Regions from separate parts of the Danio rerio genome. Here region 2 is linked to region 1. The links are chromatin contacts, called in public HiCAR-type maps. All regions are on one chromosome and are shown on one strand. The core of a region is the stretch at or near the end of the contact, and the rest is flanking DNA. Distances in the headings are between cores, read along the strand shown. Region 1 holds the start of map1b (microtubule-associated protein 1B). Region 2 holds the start of ttc33 (tetratricopeptide repeat domain 33).

What was found. HiCAR-type assays count read pairs that join an accessible place to other places.
Region 2: a contact with region 1 is called in a HiCAR-type map of caudal fin, with 12 times the contacts expected there. The contact joins the promoter of ttc33 here to the promoter of map1b in region 1. A contact is called at or near these places in 8 of 18 Hi-C or Micro-C datasets (caudal fin, embryo, fibroblasts and 3 more) and 4 of 4 datasets of contacts at active chromatin or transcription factors (caudal fin, embryo, gastrula embryo and 1 more).

Annotation. Positions count from the first base shown.
Region 1 is chr5:35,924,660-35,931,727 of GRCz12tu, reverse strand. map1b (microtubule-associated protein 1B) reads left to right here and starts at 4,787. Exons shown (of 7, transcript NM_001128201.2): 1 at 4,787-5,055. The coding sequence starts at 4,869.
Region 2 is chr5:36,077,171-36,083,851 of GRCz12tu, reverse strand. ttc33 (tetratricopeptide repeat domain 33) reads left to right here and starts at 2,305. Exons shown (of 5, transcript NM_001002722.1): 1 at 2,305-2,385; 2 at 4,065-4,289. The coding sequence starts at 4,066. It overlaps fbp1b (fructose-1,6-bisphosphatase 1b), which reads right to left and starts at 319. Exons shown (of 7, transcript NM_213132.1): 1 at 98-319. The coding sequence starts at 267.

The sequences.
Region 1 (7,068 bases), core at 3,538-6,037:
GGTGTCAGACAGACAGTGTGTACCAGTGTGTAAATGGCAGCTTCAGACAGAGCAAGGCTCTCAGTAAGACAGATCAGCAGGAGCCCCTTATGACTCATCAAAACAACACACACTTATTCAGGCCAAAAACTGTCAAGCTTGCCTGCCCTGCCATTCCTGTAATTTACTGGTTTTCACGGCCTGACATAATGACGTGTTTTTCACAGTAATTACACTGAGACCATTTTATTTTCAGGTGCAGTTGACCATAATGTTGCCACATGACTGCTTAGATGAGTTGGTGTGAGTGTCTTCCGCACAACTCAGAGCATGTGGCCATTAGCTTTTTTAAACCCTCAAATAGCCCCCCACTGATTATTGTCTAGTACACAGGAAGATTTGCCTGATTAACACTAGTCTCTTTGTCTTTGTCTCTTAGTCACTAGTCTAATTATTTGCCATGCATGTAAATTCTAAAATATTTGTGCTTGTATATTAAGAGTCAGATATCAGATATCATACTCTATGTACTTGTTATATTACTAAAAACATAAACGTTTTTTTTATGTTTTTGAAATCAGCTATTTGGAGCTGAATTTATTTGATCAAAAAGGCCATAAAACAGCAATTTATTTATATTTCAATGTACAATTTTTACAATTAATTAATTTGTGTAATTCAAAGCTGAAATTTTGCTATCGTTAATATACACTCACCGGCCACTTTATTAGGTATACCTTAATAGTACTGGGTTGGACCCACTTTTGCCTACAAAACTGCCTTATTCCTTCATGGCATAGATTCAACAAGATACTGAAAACATTCCTCAGGATTTTGGTCCATATTGACATGATAGCATCACACAGTTGCTGCAGATTTGACGACTGCACATCCACGATGCAAATCTCCCATTCCACTACATCTCAAAGGTGCTCTATTGGATTGATGGATTGGTGCTCTATTGGATTATTCTGGTGACTGTGGAGGTCATTTCAGTGAAGTGAACTCATTGTCATGTTCGAGAAACCAGTCTGAGATGATTCGCGCTTTAGTGTATTATCCTGCTAGAAGTAGCCATCAGAAGATGGATACACTGTGGTCATAAAGGGATGGACATGGTCAGCAACAATACTCAGGCAGACTGTGGTGTTGACACGATACTCAACTGGTACTAATGGGCCCAAAGTGTGCCAAGAAAATATTCCCCACACCATTACACCACCACCAGTCTAAACCATTGATACAAGGCAATATGGATCCATGCTTTCATGTTGTTGATGCCAAATTCTGACCGTACCATCCGAATGTCACCAGACCAGGCAACATTTTTTCAATCTTCTATTGTCCAATTTTGGTGAGCCTGTGTGAATTGTAGCCTCAGTTTCCTGTTCTTAGCTGACAGGAGTGACACTTGGTGTGGTCTACTGCTGTTGTAGCCCATCTGTCCCAAGGTTGGACATGTTCAGAGATGCTCCTCGGTTGTAACGGGTGGTTATTTGAGTTACTGTTGCTTTTCTATCAGCTTAAATCAGTCTGGCCATTCACCTCTGACCTCTGGCATGGACAAGGCATTTGCGCCCACAGAACTGCTGCTCACAGAACATTTTGTTTTTCCGATCATTCTCTGTAAACCCTAGAGATGGTTGTGTGTGAAAATCCCAGTAGATCAGCAGTTTCTGAAATACTCCATCCAGCTAGTCTGGTACCAACCGCCATGCTACATTCAAAGTCAGTTAAATCACCTTTCCTCCCCATTCTGATGCTCGGTTTGAACTGCAGCAGATCATCTTGCCCATGTCTACATGCCCAAATGCACTGAATTGCTGCCATGTGATTGGCTGATTAGAAATTTGTTTTTGATGAATAAAGGAAAATGTACGTACTATATTATATTATAATATAATAAATCACAGCTTACAATAAATGAAAGCAGACCAGCTCTTTTTAACATTCAAAATGAAAAGAATTCTTGAGCATCACATTACATGATTTCTGAAGTGACCTTGAATGATGGGGAAACACTAAACAACAGGAATAAATGACTTTTAAATATATTAACTTAATGTGAATACATTATTTGTTTTATTCTTTTGTTTGTTTTAAATTATTATACAATATTGCAGTTTGGGTTAGAGAACAAAATTGCAGTTTGTATTACATTTATACCTGGTAAAAATTTTACCAATATTTTACAATATAAGCAGTGTACATTTTGTATTAAATTTATTATATCAGTGCGTATATTGATGCTATAGTGTTGAAATACTTTAAAATAATAAATAAAAAAATTGTTAATTCATTTGTAAGCGCAATGAATAATGTTCGATTAAAGACATTGTTCAGACATTTGCCCCACTCATCACAGGTCACTCAGTATAAAGACTGTGTATATTCCATGGTAATGATTGTCTGGTCTGGTGTCCCGTGCCGCGATGGGCTGATTGTGGTCCCATTGGTGCAGCTACCATAGCAACAAACATCGTTGTCATGACACACACCACTTCACGTAATTGCAGCTCAAATAATTTAATTCTCTTCCTTTACTTTCATTCTCCAGAACTGACTCACAGAAACCCAAACTCCTGTCTTATTTCAAATGTAAACCTCTCTCATACAGCTATAAAAATACACAATCTCTTTTTTTATTTTACTTTTCTTCTGACACATTCTGTCACAATTTGACAAAAACCTCTGACTGGCTGACATGTGACCTTATTATATATTTATAACAGTCTTTCTCTTTTCCAGATGTGAAATACTGAATTTTTGATGTACTGAATCATTTCCCCCTTTCAATGCAGGCTCATGCTGTGACTGACAAACCAATTCATCTGCCTAAAATATTTACACACATAGATAACAAAAAGTACTTTATATATACGTTTGTCTTTGTTAATCAACACTATAACTTGCATATGAGAGATCAATACAGTGAATCTGCTGCACAGCTCCAGGTGAAGCTCAATGACACAGCTGTATTTGAGCCCATCCACCATTATAATGGCACTGTAAAATCTGTGCCATGACTCTGCCTGTCATGACATCATCAAGATGGGACAAGGAGGAACACCCTCTTCTTCATCAATTCAATTCAATTGATGTTTACTTCTATAGCGCTTTTACAATGTAGATTGTGTAACAGCAGCTTCACATAGAAGATCATAGTGATTTGAAACAGTATCAGTTCAGTTTTCAGAGTTTAAGTTCAGTTCTGTTTAGTTCAGTTCAATGTATTTTAATATTCCCTGCTGAGAGTCCAAACACTGAAAAGCATCCATCGATGCGCAGATCTAACCATGCAAGCCATTGGCGAAAGCAGCAAGAAAAAAACTTCACCAATTGTTGAAAGTGAAGGTTAAAAAACCGCAAGAGAAACCAGGCTCAGTTGGGCACGACCATTTCTCCACTGGCCAAATGTCTTGTGCAGAGCTATCAGTATAGAGTAATTCATTTTTGCATGTCTTTAAGATCTTTCTAAATGTGCTGATTTCTCAGAAGAACATGACAACAAAATGTTGCAAACAAAGATAGAAAATATATCCTATTATATTTGTGCATTATTCTGTATAAGCATGAATTCTGTTGAACAGATGTAGAGGCTGAAGGTAAATAAATAAATTTTACCGGTGAATCAAATGATCAGCTAAAGGGTCGCCCCAATGGGCATATTTCAATACAAAATCAAAAGATAAAAAATACAATAGAAATAAAAACAATATGTTTGGCATGTTAAGTAATTACACGATGGTAAAGTGTTATCCTTGTGACTATTCACATGTGACATCATCATCACAAATTATTTAAACTTTACAAATCCAAGATCAAACAAAAAGTGCTCAGTAGATAAAATAATGTGTCGGTGCTCTTTGGGTAAGGGATTCATCAGAATAAACAGCAAAAGGAAATCCAAGGCACTCAAAAAATGTGGTGAAAAAAGACATTTTTAAAATGTATGTTATACATTATTTTCTAAATGCAATAAATTGTCAACTGTGACAGAAGAAATGGATATTTCATAAATATTTTTTTTTTTTAACAAATAATAAAATGAATAATGGTGACACTGCGGAGCAGTGGTTGGCATTGTCGCCTCACAGCAAGAAGGTCACTGGTTTGAGTCCCAGCTGGGTCAGTTGTCATTTCTGTGAGGAGTTTGTATGTTCTCCCCGTGTTCGCGTGGGTTTTCTCCGGGTGCTCCGGTTTCCCCATAAGCCAAAAAACATGTGGTACAGGTGAATTTAATATACTAACTTGTTTGTAGTGTATGTGTGTGAATGACTTTTTCCCAGTTCTGGGTTGCAGCTTGAAGGGCATCCGCTGCATAAAACATATGCTTGATAATTTGGTAGTTCATTCTGCTGTGAACATTCCCCTGATAAACAAAAGGACTAAACCGAAGGAAAATTAATAAATGAATAATAATAAATAAATAACAACTAGTTTCAAATAAAAACTATTTTAACATTAGAATCAACAACAACAAAACAACTTAATTTTACCAAAAAAAATTGTTTTAAAGGTTAAATAAGGTTTAAAAATGCTGGGCTAATACAACAACAAAAATAAATTCAAGGCTGAACTTTTATAGATATTGACACCCAAACCACATGTCAACAAGTCCAGTGTTGCCGATCATTAATCCTGGACATCCTTATGTAAGGCTTTTCAGGGTCCCAGTCGCTCTCGCGCGGGTTTATGATTTTCTCTGACATCAGCTGGAGAAGAGGAGAGGAGAGGCAGCGGCGGCGGCTCCTCATCACGGTGACACTCAGTCTGAGGATATAAAAGCCCGCGCCACTCCTTCTCCACAGAGCAGCTCACTTCAGCTCGCCGGACACCGAGTGACAGAGTGTGTGTGAGACTGAAATATAGAGCGTGTCTGAGAGAGAATGGCGACGCTGGTTGATACTGCGGAAACTCCAGCGCCCTTCGGCGGAGTCGGCAGCCTCAGGAGCACGGCATCACCCACAGCCTCGACACAGCACTTCGACGAGGGCAAATATTACCTGCTGGTGGTCATTGGGGAGCTGGTCACTGACGAGCATCTCAAGTGTGCCATTGCGGACATTGAGAAAGGTAGCTTCGCTGACACCAGTGATTTATGTATTTATGCCACCGGGTATTTAAAATTACAATCGGAGACATGTATCTCCCGCAGTCGCTTTCTTTCAAGTTCAGTCGTGTAACCTTGAATAAAAGGGTCAATTGAATAAGTGATTTCTGCTGACTGCAAGAAACTTTCCGTGCATCATGTTTTTGGGTTTCTTTGTTGTGTGAATATGTATGGAAAGTGTAGCGCAGCCCCTCCCTGTTAGTAACCGAGTGCACTGTATGTCTTATCAAAGCGATCGCATCGCGCCACCCCGATTCCCAAAGACATCATCATCATCATCATTACCATCATCCTCATCACCATCAGCACCACCGCTGTTTTCGCAGGGTGTCTATCGGGTCGTCCAGATGTGTTGTTTTTGGCCGAACTTCAGTGTTTGACTTGTGTTGTGGGCTAGGATGATTCAGCATGCATATTTATAGCGTGTCGATCTGGTTTCGCCGGGGCGGAGGGTCGTTATGTGGAGCATCGATCTGCTCTGCAGTCTGGATGTGCAGCATCATTCTACGTCTGCGTGGATTTGACGACGAGCGTCGGCTCTTTGTTTCCTAAGCTCGCGTTTTTTATACTGTATCTTACTTTTGATGGTTCTCGAGCATCGCCATAAATAATCAAGCTATAAACACTTAAATCACCTCATCGCCTAATTAAATCAGTAGTAAAATGTTAGTATTAAACGGCTTGCCCTATTTGATAGATAGATAGATAGAATGGCGTTGTTAGGCAAAACTGTAACTTTTTGTCCACTTCACTAGACATAGGGAGCTTGTTGCTACGCATCCTGATTTATTCCCATCCTCTACATACTCGTTTCTAGTCCGACACCGGCTGGTAGGCGTGGCGCGTCCGCACTGCAGTTCCTACGGAAAGTCAGAAGGGCCCCGTGTACCTGCCAAAAAGGGCGTTTCGGTTAGTTATGGGACACCAGAGTCATTTCACACATCGGTTCGTTTCTATTATTTGGCTGTTCCTTGCGAGTCAAGAAGACGAAGCGTACGTTGTCACGTGATCATATGTCTAAATAAGCTCAACAAAGCAGCATGTTGGCGCTTATTGGTTTTTAAATTAACCTATGCTTCGATATCTAAATAATAAATAATGTGTTTAAAGTAGCCCATGTGCCTCGTGAATTTGACACTGCAACCAATGACAAAACTCATAACTTATTTTCAGCAAGTGTAGGCTACTTACGTGGACACTTATTCTGTGGAGTAAAAATGAAAAAGGTCACCTAATTGTGTTTCTCATAATTACAAGTTTAGAGACTCACAAATAAACAATAAAGTAACATACACTTGGTTTTTCTACAACAACATTTAGAATAGTGACTTTATATCTCGTTTTCTTTTTCTGAATTACAAGAGGATTAAAATGAAATGCTCTTGAAAGGGTTTTTTTCAATGGCAGCTCCTAGACTTTCAGTCTACTGTCTTATTAAAATATCTCCTACTTTAGAGACATTTCAGAGGTCAATGAAAAAACACCTATTTTTAGCTTTTAATCCTGTGTTGTAAATTGTATGTATTTGGGCTGTTTGTATGTATTTTGTGTTTTTATGTACACCACTTTGGTACACTGGTTGTTTGAAAGTGCGTTAGAAACACAGTTAAGTTGTGTTGAGTTGAGGATAAAATTAGTTGTGCAGTCCAAATTTAGCTTAAAACAGTTGTAGAATAAAGAGGGATTCTCATTATTGGTATTTAATTAAGTGTTTCAGTTTGTCGACTTCGCACTAAACTTTTTTAAACTTTACTTTCAGTTTTACTGTGCTTCACAGGCTCACTGTCTCAGGTCATCAAGCATAACATATCTGTTTGTTTTAGCGAGTCCCCTTCTTGTCCGTTCGATTCTGATGCAACCAAACAGGATAAATGTGCCTTATATGGCCCGTTTCCACTGAGTGGTACAGTACGGTATGGTACGGGTCGGTACGGGTCACCTTTATCAGGCTTGTGTTTCCACTGCTAAAAGGGTAC
Region 2 (6,681 bases), core at 1,056-3,555, 150 kb before region 1:
CAGTGTCAATATGCATATATTGGAGTGTAATTTGGCTCAACTGGATTAAAAATCGAAATATTTGTCTGGTGTGAAAAATGCATTAGCTGGTACTCACAGATTGGCAATGCCTGCTTTTCTGACAGCAGTGGAAATGGCTTTGATGGCTGTGCACATGGAGTTGAGAAGGGTTGTAAGCTCTCCTGTTCCTTTGGCTTTTCTGCCCTCTTCCAAGACAAACCTGGTGAGGGTCACCACATTGGTATCAAATGCACCTCTGTCAGACATGATTACTAACTGCTAGAGAGTAAAACCTCTTCTGAGTTCCTGCAGATTCCTGTCAGAAAGAATGTTTTAGAAAGTAGTCTAGATATTTGACTTGGTTTAGAGGGGGAGTGATGGTAGTTAACCAATTGCAGGTATCGTTGGAAGGGAGGAGTGTTTTTTTTTCTCTTTTGCACATGTAGTAAATGGAGGGCCTGGTTGAAGTCCAAAGAGATTATCACACTGAGTACACGCATGGGGACTGTCATTCGGTAACAATAGAGCTGATTGTATCAACTTTGATTTGTGATTGACTGATTGATCATCTAAGCACCATGCATATCTACTTTGTATTTGCATATTAGTCTCAGTTTTAAGAGCTGTGCCTGAAGTGTTGAATAAAGATTGAATAAACATTTAATATATGTATTTTTTAATTATTTAATTATTCATATTTTATCATGTATTGTCAGTATTTGTAGATATATGTTTTGTAACAATCATCTGTTTACCCAAAGATGCACATCAGACATTGTTGTGACTAATGATTGATTAGCAGTACAGAGCTGTCAGCAGAAGCAGCTCATGTGCACAGGGTATCCGTGATCAACGTGCAATCCAAAGGTTAATGTGCTGTCCCCTGCTCTGAAGGTTAATTGGCCGCAAAATAGTGGAGCAGTGGGATTCTTTTGCAAGATTGTAACAAACAGGTTTCTTTACATTTCAACTCTGATCTTTGTTCCACATTTCGGCTTAAAGACAAGGTTACAATAATGCAAATTATATAATAGTCCAGTTTAAATACATTGTAATGTTCCAAAGAAAAGGAAAGTGAGTTATCTTATATCTTATATTTTCATTCATTCATTCATTGATTCATTCACTCGTTCATTCGTTCATTCATTCATTCATTCATTCATTCATACATGAATATTCATCCATTCAGTTGCAACCCAGTACTGGGAAACACCCATACACTCTTATTCACACACATACAGACAATTTAGTTTATTCAATTCTCCTACAGCGCACGTCTTTGAACTGTGGGGGAAACCAGAGCACCCAAAGGAAACCCAAGCCAACACGGGGAGAACATGCAAACTCCACACAGAAATGCCAACTGACCCAGCTGAGGCTCTAACCAGCGAGCTTTTTGCTGTGATGCAACAGCGTTACTCACTGCGCCTCAGCACCATCATATATTTTGTCTGCTCATATATATTATGCCATTTTTTAAATATAGATCTAGTTTATGGATATATAATTGCATTAAAGGTGAACATTTAATCAGTTCTGGCTTTCTTTGAGAAGCAAAACTACAACCTTGGCCTTACTAGTGAATCATTATTTACAATAAGTGAATAGTGGAGTTACAGGAATGGTTTTATATTGCTATTTCTATATAATCAATATATTTAACTAAGTACTATATCTGATGCATTCACTCACTACTACCCACAATCTGATTTTGATTGCACAGCCAATTGATTTCTTGAAAAAAACATTTTCAATAATAGTGCGTACAAAAAAAAAATAACATAGAGCAGCAGATGGCCCAAAAATAGCCATTTTTGTTTTGATGTTTATTTTGAGTGAGGTAAACTTTTTTTTTATTTTTATTTTGTCGTATTTTTTACTATAAGGTGACACTGTGGCTCAGTGGTTACCACTCTCGCCTCACAACAAAATCGCTGGTTCGAGAACAGCTTGGCCAGTTGGCATTTCTGTGTGTTTGCATGTTCTACCCATGTTCGCGTGGGTTTTCTCCGGGTGCTCTGGTTTCCCCCATATAGTCCAAATCCATACAGGTGAATTGGGTAAGCTAAATTGTCTGTAGTGTATGTGTGTAATAAATAAATAAATAAATAAATATCATGAAATAACAAATTTTACTTGATATATATTTTATAAGCAAATGAGACAGTAATGTTGGTGTTTACAGAAATGTATGAGTTTCAAAACCGTCAGTCATATCCGTTGTAAGAACGAAAACCGCCTTGTACCTTTAAGAGAGTGCTGCAGTACTTCCGGGTTAGAGGGCGGAGTGGACAAGTCCAAAACATTTGTGAGAAAACGCGAAGCTGTTGCAGAACCACGGTCTGTCATGGTGCAGTGGTGAATTATTTTGCATTTATGAACCAGGTTTGTATTTATCGACCTCCTTTTTTTGTTATATGTGTTCAAGTCAAGGGCTTAACGTAAACATTATTCATGAAACTTGCTGCATAAAAGGCTTTAGTGTCTGGCGTCTTGTGTTTATGTGATTTCAGAAAGTATCAGACAGTAAATCTCATTCAAATGTAAAAAAAGTACTGTGCTACTGCAGCACTCCGGCTAACTGTCAGATCTGTTATTGGCCGTATTACAAGTGTACTTGACCTACTTGCAGTTTGAGGCTCAATGTGAGATGCTTACACCTGAAACAAACCATGCAGGTGCAAGTGTTTCTCTGAGACAGTGACTTTGAACATTGCTTTTCCTTTTTTCTGTTCTTTTGCCTACTATAACTTAGTAGTGTAGTTAGTTACTGTATATTTTATAATACGCGAATGTACTTAACTAATAATAGGTACAAGACGAATAGGTAATAATAGGAATTCCTCTGTAAGATATTTTGTTAGGGATATTGCATCTTTTAGATCCCAAGGTGTTAAAAGAAGGGACCACGATTTGAAAACGTAAAAGACATCTATTCATGATTTTTAAAAATGTATAGTTCTAAAATATACTTGTGAAAATATTTAAAAAATTACTCTATTACTTATGTGATAGTAAAATATTTGCATTGAGATATTTGCAGTACCTGAAGCAAATTTATTAAATTATTTAAAGTGTTATTTTTAAATTATTTGATCATAAATTTGTATGGTCAATTTTAATATAATATTTATTTATTTATTTTTTTTTATTCTCTGTTTACTCGTTTATTTTAATCACATTTTGGTTAAAATATTGTTTAATGTATTAACTATTGTATTAGAGCAATTCCAAGCAAATGGCAACCTTGTCATTACAAAAATTACGTTTTCACCAAAACTGAGAAACAACTTCTACATTTTTTGTGCAGGCTTGTATTTTGCAGTACTTTAAAATGCTCAAAAATGTTTCTGTCAGTGTTTTCAAACTATTATATTTGTTTTACCAAAGTCTGATATGTGCCAATATCACATCTGTCACATCCATAATAGAGAGCTGTCACATTCTCAATGAGACGTTTTCCTTAGAAATGCAAAAAAAAAAAAGTCAAATAAAATTAATCATGTTTATAGAGAGCCAACTCTTATCCTGTCAGTGAGCATTGTTTCTTTTGGGTTGTGCAGTTTAATTCACAGAATTTTTACAAAGTATGTTAAATACTGCAAACTTGCTAAACTCACATGTTTATTTCCCTCAATTAAAATATATACGTGTATAGTTTGACATTTTTCTGATCCCGTAACTATGTGGTTAGTTTTTTTGGAAAGTATAAACAGATATGTCAATATAATGTTAACATACGCTTTCTCTTATTTAGACCCCATAGCTCTACCCTGTTTGAAAATTCCAACTGCAATTTATACCAACAGCTTCAGTGTTTGCCTCAGAATATTTTCTCATTTTCTTTTATTTAAAAATGTTACTGGTTTTCCACTACGCTAAACTTGTAAATGAGCAGAATCGCTGTTTATTGTGCTTACTTTTCTTGAAGCCATATGTCTGTTCTGTTATTTGTTGCATTTTATTTGAGCATTTCCAACTGTTAGTCTAACAGCATTTATTTGCTTGTTTGGATAACGATAATTAATGTCATTTCATCTTTTTCTTGTTTTTTTTTTTTTTAGAATGGCCTCCTTTGGCTGGAAGCGTAAGGTGGGGGAGAGAGTTTCCAAGCAGACGGTACAGCAGTTTGAGCAGGACTCGGAGCAGGCGGATGAGGATGAAGTTGAGCGAGAGGGAGTTGACTGGCTGCATGTGATCAAACGGAAACGAGAGGTGCTGCTGGAGGACTGCGCTGCTAAAAGCAAGAGACTAAAGGAAGAAGGAGCCCTGCTTGCTGAACAGGACAGGTAGACCATTGTATCTGTATGTTCATTCAAACCAAACATTTAAATCCAGCAGCTTTATGTTTTAAACAAATATTCCCAATTGTCGTTTAAGGGAGAGGATAATTTTATTCAACACATTTTTAAACATAATAGTTTTAAAGTCCCTGTTAAATTAAAATGACGTTTTTAAGATGTTCATTCATTCATTTACTTTTTGGCTTAATCCTTTTCTTAATCTGGGATTGACACAGCGGAATGAACCGCCAACTTATCCAGCTTATGTTTTACGCAGCGGATGCCCTTCCAGCCGCAACCCATCACTGAAAAAGTTTTTAAGATGTTAGTATCAGGACATTAGTCTTAAAGGACACTTATTTTACCCCTTTTACAAGATGTAAGATAAGCCTTTGGTGTCTCCAGATTGTGTCTGTAGAGTTTCAGCTCAAAATACCCATCAGATTATTTATTATAGCCATGAGAATACGCTTCTTTTGGTGCCTGAGTACATTTCAGCTGTTTTTGTAGCCTGTGGCTTTAAATCCAATTGAGCTGCTTTTCCCTGCCTACACTTCCCCAATGCATGTATTCTTCTCATAATGTGTTACGTCAGATAAACAGCACAGTGACAGAGACAGACTCGGATGAAATATCTCGCCTCACAGCAAGAAGGTTGCTGGTTTGAGCCTCGGCTGGGTCAGTTGGCCTTTCTATGTGGAGTTTGCATGTTCTCCCTGCATTTGCGTGGGTTTCCTCCGGGTGCTCCGGTTTTCCCCACAGTCCATAGACATGCGGTACAGGTGAATTGGATAAGCTAAATTGTCTGTAGTGTATGTGCGTGAATGGGTGTGTATGAATGTTTCCCAGTGATGGGTTGCGGCTAGAAGAGCATCCGCTGCGTAAAAAGCATATGCTGGATAAGTTGGCGGTTTATTAAACTGTGCAACCCCAGATTAATAAAGGTACTAAGCCAAACAGAAAATGAATTAATGAATGAATGACACCATGCGGTCATAGTGATTATAGCGGTTAAGAATTATATTATAATTTTACTGTCTTTATTACAAACATGCTTTGTTTTAAAAACATGCACTCCGGTGCTCACCGTGACCCTAGTTCGATTCCCGCCTTACGGTCCAATACTGATTCTTCCTCTCTCTCTCCTTCCCATGCCTTCATGTCAATAATCTCTACTGTCCCAACAATAAAGGTGAAAACCCCTAGAAAATTATTATGAAAAAATAAAATTATAAATCTTATAAAAATCACAGAGAGTTGTAACAATTATTTTAACCCAAATGTTCTACAAAAGTTGTTTTCATCATAGGTGCCCTTTAATCTATCTATAAGCTAGCGTGCTACAAAACAGTGACAAAATTCACATTTAGAAAATATAAACCTCCAAAGCTTGCAGTTTGTCTCTTCTGTCTAAATGAATCTATTTTTGACATCACCTCATACTTCAGTTTCTTATTAAATTTTCTGACCAATAATGCTTTTTATTAAACACTATTTGCTTTTTTTTAAGGGGAGGCCTTACTTTGTATCCCACCTTGTCTTCATGTTTCAGTTAAATATATGTCAAACATTGAATAATAATGCCCATTTCAAAGCACATTACAGGACCTTTGATAACTAATTTTGAATCACTAATTTATTTAGTTCTTGCCACGATGAGAGTACACAATATTTTCTACTTATTTTGCTAAATACTAGTATACAGCATAAAAAGCTATTTAAAAGCATAACTAGGTTAGTTATTTTAACTAGGTAAATAACTAATTTAGGTTAATTAGGCAAGTTATTGGACAAAAATATTTTGTTCTGTAACCAGTAAATTTTTTAAAAATAATATTAATTATAATATCTTAACAATATTAATAATTTTATTTTATTAATATTTAATAATTGCTTAATTTTTTAAAAACTTTTTTATTCTAGTCAAACGAAAAGAAATAAGGCTTTCTCCACAAAAAGAAAATATTTTAGGAAACACAGTGCAAGTTTTCTTTTTCTGTTAAACTTCACTTTGGAAATATTTCAATGATAACAAAAGGGCTAATAATCTTCCCTTCAGTATTCAGTCATACAACATAGCTAGTTGTGTCTTTTTCCTTGTTGCCATCTTAAGCATTACATGGAGTTTGAGTCAATAAGTGAGTCAGTGAGATGAAATCATAAACTTTTCCACAGTTTTGTGAACAAACCACGGTAATCAACTCTCTATGCTGGTATAAATCCTTTTTAAAAGTGTACACCACTATTGAAAGTTTTAACTCAGTAAGACCTTGATTAATTTTGAACAGAATTAATACTTTCTGTTCCCTAACAAATCCACAAATGAGAACTGCTTTCAGCATGATATAAATAAAAAAAAGTTTCTTGAGCTCTGAATCAGCATATTGTGATGATTTCT